Regions from separate parts of the Mus musculus genome. Here region 2 is linked to region 1. The links are chromatin contacts, called in public HiChIP or PLAC-seq maps. All regions are on one chromosome and are shown on one strand. The core of a region is the stretch at or near the end of the contact, and the rest is flanking DNA. Distances in the headings are between cores, read along the strand shown.

Region 1 (6,392 bases), core at 1,053-3,552:
ATCCCTTAGCTAAGCCACCTAGATCCTCCTAACCATGTTGTAGCCATTCCTGTCCCTCTGGGGAAGCTCTAGTCATAAGGATGACCAGCATGGTCACAGAGCATGGAAGGCTCCAACAGACCCTTCCACATACTGTACTGAAGCCCGAGACTCCATTTGGTGTTAAACTTAATATATAAAAGTCTTACTTCTGGAAATTTCTGGAATTAGTACTAAGTTCACTCTCAAGGAATTTATTGATCTCACCTCTCAGACCTAGATGGCTAGAAAAACAAAGATTTTTTTTCCCCTTACTTTCTATGACATGAATGAGAATAAAAGAAGAAAAATATCCCTTTTCATTCCATAGGCAACCTATGATATTATCCAAAACAAGGTTTTTAAAGTATGTTAATAATATATATCCGTCTGAGATGATGTTTTGTAAATTTGAAGAGTATGCCAGTTCACTGCTGAATCTGACACTACCATCATCTATTTTAACACTAAAACAACATCTCTTCCTAACCTAGCTTCCTAGTTATTCAAGTTGTTAAGACAGATTTTATTTAAACAAAGACATCTATAGTTAGCATCTTTCTCATAATCATAATCCAAGATAAAACACTAACTCATGTAAGAGATGTGTCAGGGGATGGAGACACCTTAGTCAAAACAGACATCAGATCACAGCATGAAGGGTGTCAAAAGGACCATATACAATCTTAGTTTCACACACTCATCTCTGAAGAGCCCTCTATGAATTTCAGTGGTCACCCCACCCAGAACAGTGGCATGTTCCCATGGTAACTGATCTATTTTACACAGGAACAGGAATGTTAAGGGAGGAGAAAATAAAATAAAAACTGGAAGTGATTGTTCCGAAAATATGATGACAGCAGGCAAAAGCCTTCAGGACACATCAAGAGGGAATTTTGCCACATAGAAGGTAAGAGGCAGAGCCCGTGTTAGAATAGTTTTTAAAGTCTGAAACAAATCTAAGAATAAGATACTCGATAAAAAAATCGAGAGAGAAGAGGAAGGAAGAAAAGGAGAAGGGAAGAAAGGAAAGGCAGCAAAAAGGGAGGAAGAGACCCGAAGAAGTAAAGCCCATTCCCTATCAGATCCACCATCAGGGACAGGACAGAAAAATGTCAGTGACTGCCTTCCTCACTGGCTCTCAGAGTGATCAGCTGTGAATGGCAAAGAGGGGAGTGTCCCTGATTAAAACCATCCACTCTAGGTGGTCACAAAAGCCCTCTCTAGTTCTCCTGGCCACTAGGATGATATGATATATATATCATCCTGAAGGTGAATTATTGCAGAAGTTTGAGTTTATTTAGCCAGTTTTGAATTTTGAGAACAGGAAAACCTATGCTCCAATCTCCAGTGACAATTTCCCGCTCATCCATGTCAAAAATAAGAAAAAATCAAGGTTTTGAAAAAGAGCTTGAGTAGGCACTCATTGACAATCAATAACCTGGCTCCAGGTATTTGTAATATGGAGTCTCAGATGTGCCTCTTAACCATGGTGCTTTCTCATTTGAGTTGACCTATTTCCAGGTTTACAATAGCAATTAAAATGTACTTGATCATTTTCACCAAAATTTGTTCACTACACTTGTTTGTCACCAAACAGTTACCAGGAAGAGATGTCCAGTTTATCTAGCAGATTGGAATAAATTCATAATTCCGGCTGTAGCTCCAGAGCAGTTTGCCTCTGAACTTGTCAGTACATTGTAAACCATGCCCTTGTGACACATCTGTATGCCCCATGCTGATCAAATAAGTAAAGGTCCTTTGTGCTTCCTTCTCTCACCTGTGCACACAGCGTTTGGTTTAATAAAGCCTACCGTTCTGCATTTCAGAAGCCCCTCTTTGAGGGTACGGTTGGTGAGATCGCCCCACTTTAAGTGTAGTAAAGCTTCTTAGAATAAGCACCTTCTGTTAAATGCTTTCCACTTGCTTTCTAACTTGGGAGCAACCACTCTTCGCTCCTCACTCGGAGGCTAATGAAGGCTTCCAGCCCTTTACGCCACTTGATAGCTCAAAAAGCACTTCACAAATGGAACTCCCTTAGACCTTTGTAAGCATTGCTCCTTCACAGAAGCATCTGTCTGCTTGCTTTCCTGTCTGCTTTTGTAGCCATGCATAGTTTTAGTTAGCTGGAGTTTAGTTCTTCAGACAAACTTTACTGTATTTATAAAACACATTGATGTAAAAACATAAACACGTAGTCATAGATTCAAAACACAGACCTGGGCAGCAATGGTGTTTTTGGCAACAGATAGAGGAAGAGGAAATTGTAATGAGTTTCTTTTTGTCTCCCACAAAAACCCACAAGCTACATTTCATACTCTTATTAGAACAACAGAATCAACAGCCTCCATATGGGCCAGCTACCCAGGCACAGTAAAAATGTTATTAGAAGCCATGAATTGCAAAACAGGCCAGGTGAACAGCATAATGGAACAAACAGCACACCACAGGAAGCCAGCAAACCTTCAGGGGATCCTCTAAGGCCTCAAATACACTAAAAAGTGCACAGACAGACATGGCAGAAGTTTTGCCTGCTTTTGAGTTCTAATTTTATACTAACTATTGTGCAAACCAGGAAAATCCTCACCAAAAATTTCTGAAGCTCTTGCACTCATTCATTGCAACTCTGGTGCATCAGAGCATGCTAATATCCACCATAAGTTTACCCCTGCAAATACGGTCGGAAAACATCCTTTCGTATGTGGCTCTTCGGCTATTTGCAAGATTCAGATAAATAGAATTTGAAATATCTCCATTCTTTTCTTCTCCCTTTGTCCACAAGCTTTTAGAGCAAAATAATTCCATTCTATTCATGTCATTACTGTCTTACATTTTTTTCATGAACTACAGATGATGTGCAGATAAGTTTATAGAGCAAAGACAGTAGAATATCAGTGTGAGTTTTCCATACTAAGCTAGTGGTCCTTTGCTTATCTATCACCCAGGTTAATATACAGGTCTGACAGCAGTGGAAATTGTAAATGGTCTTTAATAGCTGTGTGTTCAACCAATTCCAGTGCAGATGTACTTGTATGAAAATCATCAAAGGTCAAATTTTACCTTGTAAGAGCAAAGACAAGAAATTATGGTCACCAGAGCCTAACAGTATAGATCAGAGATATCAACCAGATGTTATCAGTTGCATAGAACAATTTTAAGAGTTTATCTGTATAGTCATAGTGACTATGCTAGTCATGTTATGAGTTATATATCAAAATTGTTAAGTGGGATCTTAGATGTCCTCATTGAACACACAGATTAAACCTACGAGGTGATACGTTAGTCTTTGGTTTAGTCACTTCACAACACATATATATCTAAAAGCATCATGGTATCAACTGTACATATGGACAAGATAATAGGTAAGTCACATACATGTATTTATTCCTTTTTAAAATATCAGTTAAGATACCTTTTACCCAGCAAATTTCACAACAAGTTGCTATAAGTTAAAAGTATAAGTGAATAGTTACAATATGCTATAAAATGACATATATGTGTTAATGAATAGATCACAACGGCTCAGAATCAGCCTGACCCTGTCCCATTCAAGCAGTAGTTAAGTAGATCACAAGCCCAGAACTGTGAGACAAGAATCACAGTTTTGTCTTGGCATTGAAAGGTAAATTAGTCTCTTTTATTTTCTTTGGAGCCAAGGGTAAAACCAAAAATCTCTAATATATATTATACAACCTATGGCTTCAAACACCAACGACACAGACAAGAAGGAGGAAGATGTCCCTTTTGCATTTACTCTCAGTACTCACACCCTTAGGGGGAAACCACACCCTAGTCACTAAGGCACTTTGCTACATTCAGAATGGATCTGTACATTTTAACAGCTTAGAAAAATAGCCTGTCCAGGTCAACACTTCTGATTTTTGCCTGACGCATTTGCACGTACAGAGTTCTGACTATATATTGAATGCATTTTCAAGACTAACAGAGTTCCACATATCTTCTTATCAGGTAAGTAACAAGGAAAATGTTCACTGGATTTTGTGCCTTTTTAATGCATGAAATGGGTTAATTTTTATAAAGAATTATAAGACTTCACTCTCTCTATATATATATCATATACATACACCATATATAAAAATGGAAAGTCCAGTGCCTGACCTTCAATGACCTAATTCGTGACCACTGCTGCAAGACCTTTAGCATTGCCTCACACCTTGGCAGTTTCCTCTTTCTTTCTTTTTTTTTTTTTTATATTTTTTATTAGGTATTTTCCTCAATTCCACTTCCAATGCTATCCCAAATGTCCCCCATACCAGTTTCCTCTTTCTAATTCAGAAGATTGAAGCCAACGGATCCAGATACACTCAAAGATACACATAGCCTGAAGAGCATGGCTTGCTTTGACTGTCTACTGCTTAGAAGACCTTGGTATTCTGAACATATGTTTTATTTTTCTTTGAAATTTTGCAATTATTTTGTTGGATTCTAAGCTTGTCACTCACCCCATTTCTTATTTATCCATATAGTTTTATTGTCTCAGCTCCTGTACTCATTTCTATTTATCTATGTGCTCTACACAATATGTAAACATCACTCTGTGTAGCACACACACACACACACACACACACACACACTCACACACACAAAAGCATCCCCTATTGCATCCTGAGATGTAAGGAAAATGATCATTCTCTTTTCTTTACATCTATATGTCTTTTCCACATTATGGGACAGTGCTAGGGAATACTCAGCACAAACCAGTTTGGACAGCATCTCAGTAACTCATGTGCCCCTGGGCATCCTGGACCACTGCCTTCCGATCTGTATGCCATTCAGCTGTGGGTCTGAGCTGCCCTGCAACATTATCTTGTTCTGCGGCATGAAAAGCTCAAGTCTTCTCAGATGCCTCTCCCCATTCTCCTCAACTCTCAGACAATGGAATTTTCTATTAAATGAGGGAGCACAGCTCTCAGAGGGAGAAAATCGGGTGTTTGTTCTCTTTCTTCTGTCCACTATAATACAAAGCCTTGTTCCTCCTCTCGGGAGAACGGAAGGCTGGCTGGCAGTCAGTTTGACAGAAGGAGATCAGTGCAGCGGAAAATTGGATAACAGGATAAAAATCTACGGGGCCACAGGAATCCCATCAAAACTGGCTCCTCCTGTCAAAACCTAGACAGGAGACAAGGACGAATATAGAATGTTATTTATATTTAAATATTTCTAATGATATCATAATTATTCTGCTGCCTCTGCTAGGCAGCCATTTTCCTGTGAACCACAATTCTGCAAACCAAATGTTGTGTTTTGGAGATAATCTACATAAGAATCAGACAGCTTCAATCAGACATCTGGAAAACCCTATAAACTCCTCAAATAGCTATTTCTAAAGCATAATGGCTTTTTTTTTTCAAAGATACTTTTCTTAGAGCATAATAGTCAAGTTAAGAAATACAGGTCACTATTGACTCTTAAGGACAAGAAAGCCAGCCTACCAAACAGGTAGCTAGAAAATTGATTTCACTTAAAGTTAAATAGGGTATTTAAAAAAACACATCCTATTTACATTTTCACAATATGTTATACTGGGTTATTCTACAGTTCAAATTGCTGGCTGATTTTTTTATATATACTAAACTTAATGCTAAGTTCCCAAAACTGGTATTTTAACTGCTCAAAGGCAGAAATTTTCTTATTTATGAACTTGGACCAAAGTTTTGATATAGATATTCTAAATCAATATGTATTATAATTAATTCTTACATTAAAATCTGGTATTTTCTCAGAGACTATACTGAAAGTAAAGTCAGCATTTATACCATAATGAAAAACAAAAATGGATGGACTTAGAATGTATGGTATTAATATATACAGTCTCAGAAAGCAAAAAAAAAAAAAGTATGTTCTTTCTTATATGTGAAATTTAGCCAATAACTGGTGTATATATGTAAACAACTGTTCATATAGCTCCAGTGCAATGTAGAAAAGGACAAGAAAGATTAAAAATTAGGGGATGTGGACTGGATACTGGTGATGGATATGTTATGAAAAAGGACAAAAAAAAATCTAGTTGTTTGCCTAGTTTTAAATCTCCTAGGTTTTTAGTTTGGGTGGCAGAAAACTGCATAAAATATATTCATCATAAAATCCAATGTATAGCCACACAGCTTCCTTTCCAAATGACTAACTGTATAATGACCACTCATTGAGGTGTGTGGACCCTGGTCTGGTTAATTTTGGAGTGTGTGTGTGTGTGTGTGTGTGTGTGTGTGTGTGTGTGTGTGTGTGTATGTGTGGTTTTATTGTTGTTGCTGATGCAGCAAGGTTTTTGAAATAAAGTTTGTAATTTTTTAATTCTAAAAGAAAAAAATTTATTTAATGCTAAAACTTCTAAAATGTACTTTCTGTTGCTCTTC
Region 2 (7,142 bases), core at 3,308-5,807, 200 kb before region 1:
GAGTGTCTTGATAACCACATACATTTTGTATCATTGATGTGGTGTTGTGTTCTGCTTTGTTGAATACTGGCATTTCAAGCAGAGATCATGCTTAAAAATGTACTCATGGAGTTGGCATTTTTATCATCCTGACTCTAAAACTATCAGTGACCAAATAAACTCATTAAACAACTCCTAGTGAAGGTACAGAGTAGCCGACAGAGAAGAGGGTAAACTGCAAATCACCTGGAGCCCCTTAGACACTATCTCCACAAGTAGGCGTAGACTTACATGCTCCTGAGGGGAGACTACTTTTTTGTTCATGGAAGGAAGTAGCAAGAAACCGAAAAACAACAGAGGCAGGCAGGGTGCCAGAGGGAGGCTGAGAACACAGGAAGAAAACACCCTCAGGGTTGCTTAAACAACCCCTTGGTCACCTCAGCCACCAATTCGTTCTACTGAAAGGGTACTGCCAATATCTCCCCTGAGCATGCTAGATAAATGAGTACTCCTGTCTCCTGCTCAACTCTGATTATGGTTATAGTGAATACAGCATGGTATGTGTTAGCATTAGCCATAGGTTACACTAGGGTGGGAGAGCACAGGAATCTATTGGATCCAGCCCTTTATCTGACCTACTAGAGAGACTTGGAAACAACCGAAGATGACTATTTGGAACTGAAGAGCCAATGGACAGTTTAAATGACTGGGCACTTTATAAACCATGATAAAAAGTAAAGTTCTTCCAGAGGCAAGAGGTTACTTACTGCCAATAGCTCTACCTTAGTATAACCATTTTCATGGACCAATGACTTCATTCTTATTTTGTTTCATTTAAATTTGTTATATTTTTGTTTATATAATTAACATTTTTTACTTAGTTTATGAATTGACCCTAATTACTTATTTTGATAACATTTTACTGCAGACGTCACATATAGTCTTAAAAAGATAAATAAAGAACAGCTAATTTTTGAATAGCTGGTACGTATTTGATACTGAGCTAAGTATTTGGGGTGCGAGTGGGGCAGGGGTTGAGACAGGGTATAACTTAGGTCTGGCTTTCTTGGAACTTGCTATATGGACCAGACCGATCTGGAACTGAACTCAGAGAGTTCTACCTGCCTCTGCCTCCTGAGTGCTAGGGTTAAAGATATGTGGCACCATTCCTGGATAGGCTAAGAACGTTTGAACTTTAGAATATAATCAACCACATTATAGATAAGACAATATATCATTATAATTAATTATATAAATAATATCACTCAGAACATACAGAAGACTTCGTGTATATATAGATAACTTTCTCCCTCATTTCTTTCTTCACAAACACACATACACAAAATATGTTTATAAGTAGTGATGCTTAGTCTACAAACTTTGCAATCTTAATATGTTTCTGCTAATCAACTGGTGATCTTTTAGCTTTCTTTCTGGACATTAGCGTCAGTATTTTACCTTCTAGATTTAAATTACTTTTGAATTTGTTCTTAATAAAGGAACCATTTTCTCCGTAGAAACTGAGAATGTATTGTTCAGAGTCTTCTCTGAGAAGTAAGTTCAGGCATGCTCCTTACAAAACTCTTCTGAGTGTTCCCATAGCTGAGACAGTAGCCATTCAACTGACTGGGACCTCAGACTCATTTGTGATCTCTTTCATCTCAGTATTTTTGTTGTTGACTCAAATCTTGAAGGTAAAAAAATGTTGCTTTGGCTTACCATGGCTGAATTTTGACCCAGCAAACAAGTTGATGACGATAAAACTTGTGCTTTCCCCTTATTCAGCCATCCCAGAACTTCATATCTCTTAAGTAACCACTGTACTCAAATGCCTCTGTAGTGAATTCTGTGCTCCGCACCCCCAGTGAACTTAGGTTTTCCTTTAATTGACAGTTGCTGACATCTAAAAGTTTATATAATATGTCAGGACATGATCCCCTTTCAGTTAAATACAAACATCCAGAAATAGATGGCGTATCCTCCAGGCAGGATGTAGCCACCAGAGTTTCTAATGTCACAGAAAGAATGCCAGGCCCATAGAAGAAGAAGCTGCTCTTTCCTGAGACCCTTTGAGGAACTGCTGTCAGATCAAGGCTTCACTCATTACACAACTCTCTCAGGTAATGAAAATACCTTTTTTTTTTTTTAAGTAACCATTCTGAATGCACAAGTCTGTGAGTCTTCTATGAGCCCAGGTCTGCCCCTTGGAAGAGGGGATGCCTAATGATGCTCAGAGGCCCATCCCTCTTTTATAAAGAATCAAGTTTCATAGTAGGGTTTTTTTTTCTAAGTAAAATTTGTTTTGTTGTTCTCTCCCCTTCCCCTTTGTCTTCCCTCCCCTCCCCCTCTTCCTCCTTCTCCTCCTTCGCCTCTCCCTGTGCTTTCCTACTCCCAGAATCCTTTGTACTTTAGTGTCAGCCGTAGCTTAATCCAGTGTACACATAACTCCTTCATTCTTATGGGTGCTGGGGTAAAAGTGCAAAGAAAAGAAACAGAAAAAAAACAAAACAAAAACAAAAAACAAGCAAACAAACAACGACGATGAATAGAAAAGGTTTATGACAAAGTCAGGTATTCTCAAGTAGACCTTCCACTTACAGATAAATATAAAAAGTAGCAATTCTCACCCTTAGCTCATCATCATCGATAATGGATCATATCTCCAGACAGTACACCAAAACCCTTCATTTAGTTTTTATCCTCACTGAAGATGTATACCTGAAGTGATAACCCTGAGTCTAGGTAAGTACTTTTGAAGAAGGAACCTGCAGCTCTCTGTGTGGGAGCCCTGAGGAAGCAGAAGCAGTACAAGCATACACTAGAGCTGCTGTGAGGGGAAAACATTGAGCAATATACACAGCCATGCTTAACAGTACTGAGAGCAAGATAGATCTAAATTAATATTAGTTCCCCTTTCTTTCCCCATGTGTCTGTGCGCAGCAACTTTGCTTTTGACTTTGAAACATGAAACTTGTCTCCTCTGCCGTCAGCGCACATTTCTCAAGTTGCTGAAAACCTAAATAAAGACAGAAACGAGGGCTGAAAGACAGACCTGCTTTACAGGAGAATTTGAGGGGAGGAAAATTAGTAATTATATGTCAGACCTCCTATATTTATGATTTTAACAAAAGGCATGCTGTTTTTTTCTTCCCATTCTTTTATGGTAGGTAGTGTCATTTTTAAAGGAAGGGGAAGAAAAATCCCTGGGCTACATGGTGGGATATAGGCTAAATGGTGAGATATAGGCTACATGGTGGGATATAAGCTACATGGTGGGATATAAGCTACATGGTGGGATATAGGCTACATGGTGGGATATAGGCTCAATCAAAGTTTCTATTCCTGATGTGCAGCTCACGCTAGAACAAAGTTGAGAAGTTGGGTCCTCAGCCAGAGAGGGGTTTTAAGGCTTTGAAACAGATTTTACACATGGAAGAGTTCTAGGACTGGTAGAAGGTAGCTTGCCAGAAGCCACCCTATGAGACTTCCCCTGAAAGAGGTTTGGAAGATACTGAGATCACATACAGTTGCAAGCAAAGGAGAGGAAAATACTCTCAGGAGCAAGCTGGCATGGGGTTAAAATTGAAAAGCTTGTACTTTAATCCAGAAGAGACCAGCATCATAGTGTCTTCCAGGACTTGCCCAACAGTGGACCCACGAAGGGGAGAAAGTTCATTATGTCTTGTTTTGGGGACCCAACTCACCCAGCTGGAGCTGTTCGCAGGTCTGGTTTGGATTCTTTCTGATCCCGCATCTGTAAATCGCCCCAGGATTGACCACTGAGGCATTAGAGAGCCAGCTGGCAGTGGGAGCCCCCACGATGAGCCTAAAGCAAGAACCATGCAAGTTCGCTCAGACGTGAACCAGTCTGCCCACCCACTCTGCCCCGTGTTGGCTTGTGACAGCTGTGCAGTGGTCAGCAAGGGAAGTGGCACCCACCTCCTCTTCCCATGACTGGAGACCCAGGACTCAGGAGCACCCTGGGGGCTGCCATCCCAAGATAAGTTAGTTCCAAGGCTCTCCAGTGAGGCAGCTGGCTGAAGCCAGGTCTTTCTCTGACCTCCCAGGAGGGCGGAAAGTTTGATTCATACAAGGAATCCCAGAGGCGGAGGCGCTGTGACATGCCTCTTGGGGAGGGCGCACTCACCAGCGCTTCGACCCGTGGCTGTGCAGCACCACCGAGTAGCCAAACAGCGTGCCGGAGGGGCCCTGGTACAGCAGTGCATTCTCCGGGTCCAGGTTGTAGGAGTGCCCGGTTGGCACCCCGAAGTACAACAACAGCATCACCGCTTCCCGGAGGGCGATCCCTCGGGACCTCGGTCTGCACCTCGCTTCCGCAGCCATGCGCTCTTGGTGGAGAACATTCAACACAAAACGGCCACTGACCAGAGTTGCACAGGATGCGACGGTTGGCCAAAGAGAAGAGCGCCCCAAGAGATGAAGTGCAGCAGCGTGTCCGGTGCTGGCAGGCGACAGGGGCGGAGAGAGGGACGCCAGAAGAGGAGGGGAATTGGTGGCCACAGGCGGAGCGATCGTAGTGGCCAGGGATGCTTCAGGCTCTGGCCCACGCCCCGTTTCTGTGGCCCCGGAGCCAGGGGCCGGGTGCTCCTAGGATCTGGGTGGGGTCCTGGGTGTGGTGCAGTGGCTCACAGCCTGGCCTCCCTCTCCCCAACCCGATCCCCATCCCCGCCCCGCAGCAGCTGTAGGGGGCGCTAGGGGACCTAGGTTGCATGGACTCACACCCTGGCAGACATCACACACAGTGGCTCTGGCTTCTGGGGCCCAGCAAAAATAACCCTTGGGGGAACACAAAACAGATCAGGGGATTCCCTTTTGAAAGTTGGCTAAGGCTTGATGCCTTGCGGGACTTCACCAAGTGACTGGCCTCCAGGGCCAGTCCCAGTGGCCAATAATTTGGGAACTAAGACTGTGGAGAACCTTCCAGAACTTCCTCTGTCACTTATGTGCTGTGTAGCATACAGAAATTACACAGTTTGCAAGAAGCCAAAACTGCTGCCCCCCCCCCCTCCCGCCCCAGCCCTATTGGAGCATTTGGTGACAAAAGTATATGGCTAGTCTCTTCAAAACTCCCAGGCCTGCAGCCTTTTATGCAGGCTTCCTTCCTCTCTATACACTTCCTCTTAAATAGAGTCTATACGCATGAGCAAGCCAGGCAATAGCCTAACACAGAAAACCCAGGCAAGCTAAGGAAATTCTGTGACTTGCCTCACTTAGCAGACTCCACCCCTTGCTCACTTCTTCATAACTAGTCCCCATGTACACACTCAGTTACCCCAGGACATACCTACCACCAGATGTGTAGACACAGCCTAAGACAAGGTCATAACAGGCTTCTAAAAAGCCACCAGAGATCAGAGTCACAGCACACCTAAGCCAGGAGATGGGCCTCTGCTGAACATACTCCTTGTGTGCTGCTTTTCTTTTTTTTTTTAATTTTATTTTATTTTTAATTTATGTCTTACACTCCATATTCCATTCCCTGCTTTTCACGCTGGAGCAGGAGGCAAGTGCTGGTGAGTGTTAGCAGGTGAGATGCTGGCCCTCTTACCTTTGTTGCAAAAAAAAGACAAATGACAAGAAAGAAAGAAAGAAAGAAAGAAAGAAAGAAAGAAAGAAAGAAAGAAAGAAAGAAAGAAAGAAAGAAAAAGAGAGAGGGAGGGAGGGAGAGAAAGAAAGAAAGGAAGAAAGAGAGAGAGAGAGAGAGAGAGAGAGAGAGAGAGAGAGAGAGAGAGAAAGGAAGGAAGAAAGGAAGAAAGAAAGAAAGAAAGAAAGAAAGAAAGAAAGTCCGTGTCTGCCAGTTACACCAACAGAATCACAGGCCCGCAGCTGTCGCTGTTCACTGAGTCAGATCATCTCATGCAGTGGGCAGCCCCCAGTCCTCGAAACACCACAACAAATCAGCAGGATGCCTGGAGGAGCACCCAGCAACATTTTTGGCCTGATAGTAGAAAAGAAAAGTTCCCTACTCCATAAAGTTTAATTGTTTGGGAACACTTGAAGAGAGCTGGAAGGCAAGGATCGCTGAGTTGGGCTCCACACACTCTGAGAAGAGGCACGAGGGAGGAGCCGGTCAGCCTGGTTGAGGGACTGAAAAATAAAATAGCACGTGCCTCCTGAGCCCCACAGGCAGGGAAGGGATGGTGAAACTCTGGTTGGCACTGATAGCTGTACAGTGGCTAATGGGCAGGTCCTCATTTCTATCATTCAGATTACAATTTGCTACTTTTCCAGAAGTATTATTCAACAAGCCAAGACAACCCTCCTTCCTTCCCTTAGGACTTGAAAACAGCCCTGCTGCTAAAAATCCCCTCCCATTGGGGAGATAGAAACAATGTCTACCCCTTGTGCTAACGTCCCATTGGCAAACCCAGGCATGACTCTGAAATTCCTTTCCTCTGGGGAACTGTCTTAGTTAGGGTTCCTATTGCTGTGACAAAGCACCATGATCAAAAGCAACCTGGGGGAGGAAAGGATTTATTTGCCTTAGATATCCTGAATCATACTTCATAAGGGGAAACCAAAACAGGAACTCAAACTGGGCAGGAACTTGGAGGCAGGAGCTGATGGAGAACCCACTGTCTTGCTTCTGGTAGCTCACTTAACTGGCTTTCTTATGGTGCCTAAGAACACCAGCCCAGGGTGGAGGTGGTACCACCCACAGTGGGTTGGACTGTCCCACACTCTATCATTACATGAAAAAGAAAAAAAAAACATTTAAAAAGTCCTACCGGCTTGCTTGCTTGCCTACAGCCCACATCTTATGGAAGCAATTTGTCAATTGAGATTTCTTCCTCTCAGGTGACTGTAGGTTGAGTCAAGTTGACATACCCAGCACAGGAATCTATATGTTGGTTGTGTTTCTTCCGAAGCATAAGTGAGAGTTACTTACTAATATGTGGGTTCTCTTTCCCAACACACCACACCTGGAAAACCAGCAGACTGAAGGGTTCCTTGTAGAGGCATCAATGGAGACCCACTCCCAGTCTTTTGGAGATTACTTAATTCAGCCCCTCCTTCAAAGGATAGCAACTCAAACAGGCTTTCATACACCAGGTGGTAGGGAGCAGCTGGATACTCAGGGTCTCCGACCCTCCTCACTTCTCCATGTGTTGTTTAAACAGTCAACAGGTCCATTTGGGATA

The links. HiChIP or PLAC-seq counts read pairs in DNA pulled down with a chosen protein or histone mark.
Region 2: a contact with region 1 is called in an H3K4me3 HiChIP or PLAC-seq map of bone marrow-derived macrophages, with 11 times the contacts expected there. The contact joins the promoter of Itga4 here to the enhancer-like site in region 1. A contact is called at or near these places in 11 of 39 promoter capture datasets (the 3T3-L1 cell line, the C10 cell line, the HPC-7 cell line and 8 more), 3 of 15 datasets of contacts at CTCF or cohesin (CD8 T cells, large pre-B cells and pro-B cells), 26 of 484 Hi-C or Micro-C datasets (B cells, the C10 cell line, CD4 T cells and 18 more), 19 of 115 datasets of contacts at active chromatin or transcription factors (the 230-238 cell line, CD8 T cells, the SCID.adh cell line and 11 more) and 3 of 9 other capture datasets (adipose tissue, liver and pancreatic islet).

The regions. Positions count from the first base shown.
Region 1 is chr2:79,046,736-79,053,127 of GRCm38.p6, reverse strand. No RefSeq gene overlaps it. Among named protein-coding and RNA genes, the nearest start is that of Gm35748, 72 kb to the left of the region's middle. Within about 2 kb of position 2,302, at least 32 of the 459 cell types and tissues checked have an H3K27ac peak or open chromatin away from gene starts, as enhancers often do. A contact at or near this core is called in CD8 T cells, the CH12 cell line, the SCID.adh cell line and 7 more, where this site is marked.
Region 2 is chr2:79,252,841-79,259,982 of GRCm38.p6, reverse strand. Itga4 (integrin alpha 4) reads right to left here and starts at 4,557. Exons shown (of 28, transcript NM_010576.4): 1 at 4,127-4,557; 2 at 3,684-3,805. The coding sequence starts at 4,323.